Regions from separate parts of the Columba livia genome. Here region 1 is linked to region 2. The links are chromatin contacts, called in public Hi-C maps. All regions are on one chromosome and are shown on one strand. The core of a region is the stretch at or near the end of the contact, and the rest is flanking DNA. Distances in the headings are between cores, read along the strand shown. Region 1 has its middle 12 kb from the start of MDM1. Region 2 holds the start of NUP107 (nucleoporin 107).

Region 1 (4,272 bases), core at 770-3,269, 100 kb after region 2:
GGATGAAGCTCTGATCACAGAAGAGGGGAAAAGGCTGGTGAAGCATCTCTGCCTGAGCAGAAAGCCCACTCCAAACAAAGATCCCCAAGCAAGCTTTGCCTCTGTGCAAGCTTCAAACTTCAGGGCTTCTATTATCATGTGTTTTCAAGTGCTATCCACAATACACGTGTAGTTAAACAGCATATAATTGACAAGTGCAAGTAAATTGCCGTCCTTTTCGGGCAAGGGACTTAACAGTGCGAGAATACATGCTTTAGAGATATCTGAACTGTTGATTGAAACTTGTACTGATGAAAAATCAGGTAGTCTCAAAATGAAGATTTTCTCAGATATAGTCTGCTTTCCTCTATGTTGTACAAAAAAAAGAACATTTCCCTGTTTTTTTTTAAATCATTAGCCAAAATTGAGAACTGACTTCGTTTTCTGCCAAAATTCAAGTTTCCTGTAAGGAAACTCTTACCCCTGCACGCAGTTTCTGACTGGCTTCATGTGTACAACCTTCGTCACCACAGTGTCTGAGTGTAGCATCACACTTCCAGGAAACCAAACCAAATTCACATTTGACACAAATGACTCAGGGACTTTTATATAAGAGTAATGTATTTAAATGTGCTGTCTGTTTAAGAAATGGGAATTGTTAGAAGAATTTTTAAAGAAGTAGTCTCTGATCTTTTGCTTCCTGCAACCTCGGACTCCCTTAAAATCCTTTGACATGCCTCAATTTTTTTTTCAGCCAATCTTCTATTGCTAATCTCTGCACAGGCTTTCAAAGTGGATGCTGTCCAGAAATCCTATTACAATAAATTTACTGTATTAAAAAAAATGTGAGGAGGAAATAAGATATGGTTGTATTATAAAGTCTGACTGTTCACCATTGCCAGTCTTTCATCCAACCCTTTGTTTATTGTTATCTTATCCTGCACTTAATCTCATTTAAAGCATAGGTGCTTTAGTACAAGGACCTTCCATTTTCTTTATTTTGAGAGACTTCTGCATATATGATACCACATTTAAAGCACATATTCTCCCTGTTTGAAGTGCTTTCCACATCTCTCATGATGTAGAAAAAAAAACCAACTTATAAAAGCTTAATCAAGAGTTGTAAGACTATTCAGAACATATTTCTGTAGCTATCAGCCCCCTATGTTGTAAACAGCGAGGCCAGCTTTCCTGTATTTAATAAGGATCAATTATCATAATTATATAAAAAAGTTGCTTTAAGTAATGGATTAGGTATTAGCAAATCTAAACAAAAAATCAGCAGTATATTAGAGTGTATATCCCTAAAGAAATCTCGAGGATCACTTGATTCAACTGGAAGTATCTTGGGGTCTTTAACACCCACTTGGAGAGTGACCCAAGGCTTCCAGATTGACATCCCACTCAGAGGACACCACGAGAGCAGCTCTGCCCACACCTGCAGTGCAGTGTTGGTGCTGGCCTGGAGGCAAAGAGCTGCTCAGACACTTCAGTTTACAATTTTGAGGTCTAGAACAAGGTTGCACCCAGTGAGCTGCGTGGCCGTGGCCAGAGGGAATGGGACAGCAACAGCAGCCAGCTAGCTGTTTTTATGGTGTGGTCCTAGCTGTCCACATTACTGTAGCTCCAAATGGGATAAAAAAGTGTGTGCTTTAAATACCTGGCTGCAGAAATACAGAAAAAAAAAATAGTAGCAATGGATTTTCATTTTGGCTGGGAGGAAGAGGCAACACAGCGGTTCTTTTCCAAACACATCCTCCCTCCCCTGTTATCTAAAAGGCTGTTGTGCAAACCAGAATGAAGTGGGCTTTGCAGCCGAGTCCTGTGCTGATGGCTAGCGTGGTGCTGGTAGTCTTCTCACTTAGCGGACGGCAGCTGTTCAGCAAAGCATTACGTTTCAGCATTTTTTCAGACGCTTTCTGCTGCATCAGGTTCGTGCCACCTAGTGGTGACAGTCGCACTGTGCCGCGTCCCAACGGCAACGCAGACGGTGGTTTTCACATCCCCTCACGAAAAACAATAATAATCAGAGTATGCTTTTAAATGAGAAAGCACCATGTCCCAGGTTATAGATCCATGCCCTGGATGATCAGGTAAGTTTTGTCTTTCACCTCCAAACTGTACATCAGCCCTCAGAAGACTGCAGATGATATTCTGAACTTTGGTGAAAGAAAACGCCAAAGGCAAATGTTAACATCTGTAAATTTGCCTGCCTGCTCCAGCTGGCCTCTCCCTGGGTCTGGAAGCCAGAGGCAACGCAGTAATAAAACAGAAGAATAGAGATGTGCTTCACTCAGGCAGTTCTCACTCACTGCCACTTCTTCATCCGCCCAAGTCATCATTCAGTTGTCAACAGTCCATGCATTGCCTGGAAGCCCTGTAAAGCGTATCTTAAAAAATAAATGTTTCTAAATAGCTTTATTTAACTGATCTTGTATTTCATTTTGATTTACGATTATTGTCTAAACTTAACCTGGAATAGATCGGCTTAACAACCAGTTGTCAGCAAACCTGCAGTAAATTTTAAATTAAAATTCCTCCATTTGTCTTTGTTCAATGACATTTTCACCCTTTCTTAAGCAAAGTACTTTTGAAGATTTCACGTCTTTTTGATTGTACAATTTAATTCTGTGAGTGAGATAAAAGACAACATCCATCCACATTGCAGCATTGGAATTGTACCAGAAATGAATCTGGACCAGCAGATTTATCGACCAAAACACAACAGAAGAAATTGTTGACTTCAGTCTTTCTGCAGTGAGCAAGCCATAGAACAGACTGCAGTTTTAATGAATAGATTGCAGTGGAAAATTTCTAGTATTGTGCATTCATGTGCAGTTTAATGGATTCAGGCCAATACTGGAAAGAAAGTCAGCACTCAAGTCTTCAGAGAAACTGCCATGCCATAAAATCTGCATTATCCCCATTCAGCAACTGAAAATTCAGTTTGCCCTGGTGAGGCAGCAGGAAGCAACCCTGAGCTGCTTCACAAGTCACTCCCCATGTGGACAGAAAAATGCGGTGCTTCTGCCACTCTTTTCTGGAAACTCATAGGACATTTTCTTCAAAATAATCCTGGGATTTCCTGTGAGCTTTTCTGACAAAACCTGTTGATAAAAGCTCTTTTTAACAGGTAACCTTTACTCCAGTACCTCAGGAGTTGGTCCTGCTCTCTGTGTGATGTGTGGTCCCCAATCTCTCTTTCTGCTGTGCATCCTTCTTCCAGCAACCCTTTCTGCCATTGGGATTAGCCAAAGTGCCCAGGAAGCAAATACAATTTCTAGCAGAAGTAATACTATGCCAATAAAGGCTTTTAGGCATTTTGTCAGTGCTTCTTAAATAATCCAATTCAAAACACAATGAGACGTATGTCCGAGAGATGAGCCATGGTTCTCAATGACTGTAAAAAATGGATTAGAAAAGCATCATTTGTTGAGGATTAAACATTTTATAGACAGAAGAAATGTGATAAATATGTCTTCTTTAAGCTGCCTCAATACCATGCTTTCAGTGTGCAGTGAGTGTTGGGGGTGGAGCAAGAGCAGATGAAAAAGATTAGGAGGAAAATCCCATGGAAGAGCTGCTGCATTAGAGTTACATTTTCAAGCTAAAGTACGGATGGAAGCAGCATGTTATGAGAGGAAACAATGTAATATCTTCTTTAACAGCAAATTATTTGCTGATGACTATGTTTGAGAGGGAGATAATGCTGTGAGCAGAAAAAAAAATATCAAAAATTAACTCTCAAATAGTTTTTCTAAATTTGAAAAAGCAACAACTTCACAGAAACTGCCAGCATGACCCATGTTTAAAGGAGAGACCTAAAATGGAGAGAAAACCAAAAATACCAATTTTCTCAAGCAAGGCCAATACATCAGCTGTGATAATGCAGTCAAGCTGGATTGCCTTCTTGGATCCTGTTGCTACTGTTCAATTAACATGTCAAATGATTTTCAAACTCCTTTCTGATATTATTTGTACAAAGTCTAAATTCTGATAAAACCAAAGCAGATTGCGACTCTCCTTTAATTTTTCGCCAACAAGAACAACAAAGAAGTAAAGTTTGGGGAAAATTTGAAGATTTTCAATTGAAAATTTAGACTTTTTTTCATCCTGTGATTGCACATGAAATATTTAACTTCCAGTTATTTCCACATAGTATTGTATTCACCAGAGAAAATACTCCATGAGAGCTTAATGCCACACCAGAGGCTATGTGTGGATACATAACTAAGTATTTACTACTGTTCAGCAACACTGGACACTTTTCTCCAAACATAAGGTAGGATATAG
Region 2 (4,448 bases), core at 649-3,148:
GCCCACAACCAAAATAATCAATCTAATTGTAGTCAAGAACTGATCATAAAAGCATTTCAACAATCTCTTACTTTCCCTGAAGTCCATTGAATAACCTGTTCTGAACCATCACTACAACAGCTTTGACATGGTTTGAGACGACAATGGGGGGAAAAGGAGCGGGGGAGAAAACTCCATTTAGAGGAAATACTATTCTGTGAAAATGCAAAGAATTGCATCTTTTTGGCTCACTCCAAAGTTCTGCTGTAAAGGCCAAGTAATGTACGATGTTGCTGAAAACAGAATATTTTTCTAAATGAAACTCATCCAGATTTCCTAGTCATATTTTCGGTCATTCACTAATAGCCCTCTCTACTAGTTTTTAGATACTGCAATCACAACTTTGTTTTTGAGGTTTTCTCCTTCTTAGTGCATGAAAATAGCATACAGAATACAGGCTAAAGAAGGGGAAAATACGAGATAGTTCAATAGCAGAATTTTGACTGCAGAATACTTCACAAACCGGATAAAAATTTCACATTGTATTCACACATTTCTCACTTTAAACAGGTATAAAACAATAACTTACTGTATATTTGAAAACCGTTCTCAACATGCTCAAAATCAAAGCAGTGGTAAAATTACACACACCTCATGAGCACACCAAGCAAGGATTAAAGAGAAGATAAAAAAATCCTCACAGAAGAAGGATACTAGAGACTCTTTTCTGAGAGCTTTGCTTCCATCCAGGTCTGGCCATCTCTGCATCATGGGGGGATGACACATCTTCAAAAACATTTCTAGAGAACAGCAACATAGAAACAACATAAGCAAGTGAATCCAAGGAGAACATACAAGTTTTTTTTTGTTGCTTCAAGTAACTCCACAACCGGGAAACTTAAATGAAGTCTAAGTCACCTCTAACGCCAGTGCTGATGTCCAGTTTCCTCTACAGAACATCTAGTATTGCTCATCACCTTGGGAAAATTAGTATTTCTGAGAACCCACACTTTGTTCCTTCTACACCACAACAGACTTTTTCTTATTAAAAAAAAAAAAAGCTAGTAAGAGATGCAACAGTATGAAATTCAATTGTGAACTGAAAAATTCAATTGAAAGAATGACATGGTTTTACTATTTTTCTTTCTTCAGATACACAATATAACCACAGACTGAGAAACTTCACCTGTCTCGCATAAAAGGAAAATACGGTTACCAATCACTAAAAGGCAAAGGAAGAGCCACAGGTGGCCTGTGAAGGCCGCAGCTGTGCCTGCCCCAGCAGGTCTGTCTGCAGAGCACCCTACAGAGGCCCGGCTCAATGAGTCCTGCGTAATTAACAACGTCAGTTTAATCTATAGGTATATTCCAGAAAAGATCAAGCAGAGTTAAAGCTCCCGGTGACACAAAAGCCCGCGATACCCCTCAGAAACTCCTCCGGCGTCGCTGCGGTTTCCAGCCCGCAGTGCGAGCGCAGCGCCGGGGGATGCGCCGGGCCGGGTCAGCTCAGCGCACACCACACCCGCGGGGGCCCGCGCTCCCCCGGGGCGCGCCGCCGGCCGCTCCCCCGCCTCTCACCGCTCCATAGCGGCCTCCGACCCGGGCTCCGGGCTCCAGCCTTCCGGCCTCCAGCCTTCCCGCCTCCGCTTGCGCCGGCCCGGAAGGAGACGGGCGAGCTTCCGCCCGCGCCGGGCGGGGCCCCGCACTGCGCCTGCGCCGCTCCGGGCGCTGCGCCGCTCCGGGCGCTGCGCCCCCGCAGCCGGCGGTGCGCAGGGACGGGCCGCTGTGAGCGGGCGCGGCCGGCAGCCTGGGACTGGGCAGCGGCGGCCGGGCAGGCAGAGCCGGCCCGCGGGGGACGTGAGAGGGTGACGGGCAAAATGTCGCTCTGCTCTGTCGGTTCCCGGGCAGTGGGATCCCGGGTGAAGCAACAAAACCTAAAAATAAAATAAAAATAGTTGAAACATTTCAGATGCTGTTCAGGTTACGCCGTTCCACAGAGAAAGACGAATCTCATGCCGAAAATGTTTTCTTAAACGTTCAGCTGCAGCAACCTCCGTCCTGGCCTTCGCTTTGTCAAAACGAGGGTGTTCTCACCCGTTCGCAAACTCGTTGCTGTGTCTCTTCCCGTCCCTCGCAGTGTGACTCGGATACAGGCGCCCAGAGGCGAAGCTGTGACCGCCCTGTGTGGCCACTTGGCCCTTCCCTGGCTGGACAGTGACAGAGTTCCCAAACTGCTGCTCCCGTTCCTCCCCAAAATGGATCCTGTGCTTTTCAACCACAGGAAAACATCGTTACTGCTGCGGCAGTGGAAGTGAGTGGGTGCTACTGACAGTTCATTTGCTTGCACTCTGGTACAATGAAAACGGCCCAAACTGCGTTTTCAGTAGACTGACAAGTTCCGAAAAACTTGCGAGTACTCAGGTGTATTTGGGGCTACAGAGGGTATTTTGCACATATTGGGCGTTTAAATTCGTCATACAGAAGGATGCATCTGAAAAAAAAAAAAAGGCAGAAAAAGCTAAGATAATACAAAGTCCCATAGGTTGCTTAAGATGCCCATGAAATGCCCAAGCTGGGTGTCCCAGTGAAGCTGCTGGAGAGCCTGACCTCAGGTGGCTTCACCAGAAGAAGAAAGCTGAGGAGCCTGATGAAGGCTGGGTGTGCAAGACCCTGAGAGAGCAGATTAGTCACCCAGGAAATACAGTTTTAGATTAAAAAAAAAATGAAGTAAGTTACTCTACCTGATAGAAGGACATAATGAACACACCAATGAAGGCAACAACCTTCATTACGGCAGAAAACTAAAAGAAGGTTGAAAGGACTATTCTAATTCAGTACTACATATTTAATAGACTGTACCTGTCAACACATCCTTACAAAACAGTGTAGCATTATTGTCTCTGTAGCGCGGTGGGAAATTCAGACAGAGTAACGCACAAATTAATACCCGGTTCAATTCTCAGGCTGACTCTTTCTCATGGCAGAAAAGTGTTAACAAATGAGAGATGCAATGACAGAGAGAACGCTTCCTTTGCATGCCATCTCAAGTTTATTCAAAGCAATGACATGAGAAGAAAGCAAAAGGAAAAAGCTGAGGAGAAATTAAGAGCATAACGTACTGGTTTGGGGTTTTTTGTTGGTATGTTGGTTGGGGGTTTTGTGGTTTGATGTTTTTTGTGTGTGTGTTGTTTTTTTCTTTGTGTGTTTTTTTTTTTTAATTAAAAACTCAAACAAACCAACAAACTGTAAAAGAAAAAATATTTCAGCCTTGAGAACTTGTTGTATTAACAACTTAAACGCAGGCTGGGAGAGCACCTTAGAAGCTTCAAGTTGGCTCCAGTAATGGTGCAAGAGAGGGAAACTGTTTTCTGGCAGTATTTTTTGACTGGCATCCTACTTCATTTTTATCCAACAGGAGGGAAAGAGGAGGAGAAAAGGAGAAAACCAGAACTGGAAGTCTTGTGCAAGCATCTTGCATTTCCAAGAAACAGGAGGGAATGCAAATTTTCAGTCAATTCTCACATACAATTTTTCTTTATCATGACATAAAGGACTCTGAATTTAAATTAAATATTATAAACCCATCTTAAGTTTCACATATTTGCATCAGCAGCGATCTAAACTACAGCGATTCTGTCAGAATCTCACAAGGGGTAGCAACGCTCCGTACTTAGAGGCAGGACAAGCAAACACAACCCAGCAGGTAGCGCGACTAACACAAACACGCAGGTTTATTGCTGGTGCCCAGGATTCCTCTGCTGCTTACTACCTTGTTGTGGAATTATCAGGGTTTACAGGATGTACTAGGTTAACATTCGGGATATACTAGATTAAAATTAAACAGATTAACTCAAATTACCCTTTACAAAATATGTTTAAATATAGACAACTCACAAATGAAATAAATTCCCCATATGCGTTGTGAAGCTGCAAACATGACACCTGCATATACAAAATTCTAGTCTTAATTCAGAACTATCGAAAGCAAGAGGATGGCCAAGTTCCTGGGTAAACTGTGACAGCAGCACAACTGCATTCAGTACCAAAAAAAAAGTGGAACCTGAACTATGTGTTGCCTTTTTGTAAGAGAAGGAACAAAGCTCATGTTTTAGCCCATCTTCTCTTAGTTGAAACACGTTCCTGGAAGAGTGTGATTTTTTACTTTATGAAGTTTAAATGTAAGGATTTTTTTTTTTAACCAATCTCAATAATTTAACTGAAGTGTTTATGTGCTTGCTTAGTATTAAAACACCTCTGTTGACTCTCAAATTAACGTCTTCTGGTGGTCCTACCCTGAACAAATTGATCCCCATGCATAATCCTATTAAGGAAGCTCAGCTAAACCCCTTTCTTATTAAAAAAGAGAAATAAAGAGATTAATTTGTAGCTGTAATTTTGTGTCTGAAAATCATGACCGTAGTGCCAAGGGGTCTTTGTTGCATTGAGGGCATCACAAGCAGTAAACCCAG

What was found. A called contact is a pair of places that touch in the nucleus more often than the background predicts.
Region 1: a contact with region 2 is called in a Hi-C map of liver, with 2.4 times the contacts expected there. The contact joins the enhancer-like site here to the promoter of NUP107 in region 2. A contact is called at or near these places in 2 of 2 Hi-C or Micro-C datasets (crop and liver).

The regions. Positions count from the first base shown.
Region 1 is chr1:174,475,587-174,479,858 of bColLiv1.pat.W.v2, forward strand. No RefSeq gene overlaps it. Among named protein-coding and RNA genes, the nearest start is that of MDM1, 12 kb to the right of the region's middle. Within about 2 kb of position 2,020, at least 1 of the 3 cell types and tissues checked has an H3K27ac peak away from gene starts, as active enhancers do.
Region 2 is chr1:174,371,019-174,375,466 of bColLiv1.pat.W.v2, forward strand. NUP107 (nucleoporin 107) reads right to left here and starts at 1,899. Exons shown (of 28, transcript XM_065048318.1): 1 at 1,558-1,899; 2 at 694-779. The coding sequence starts at 1,565.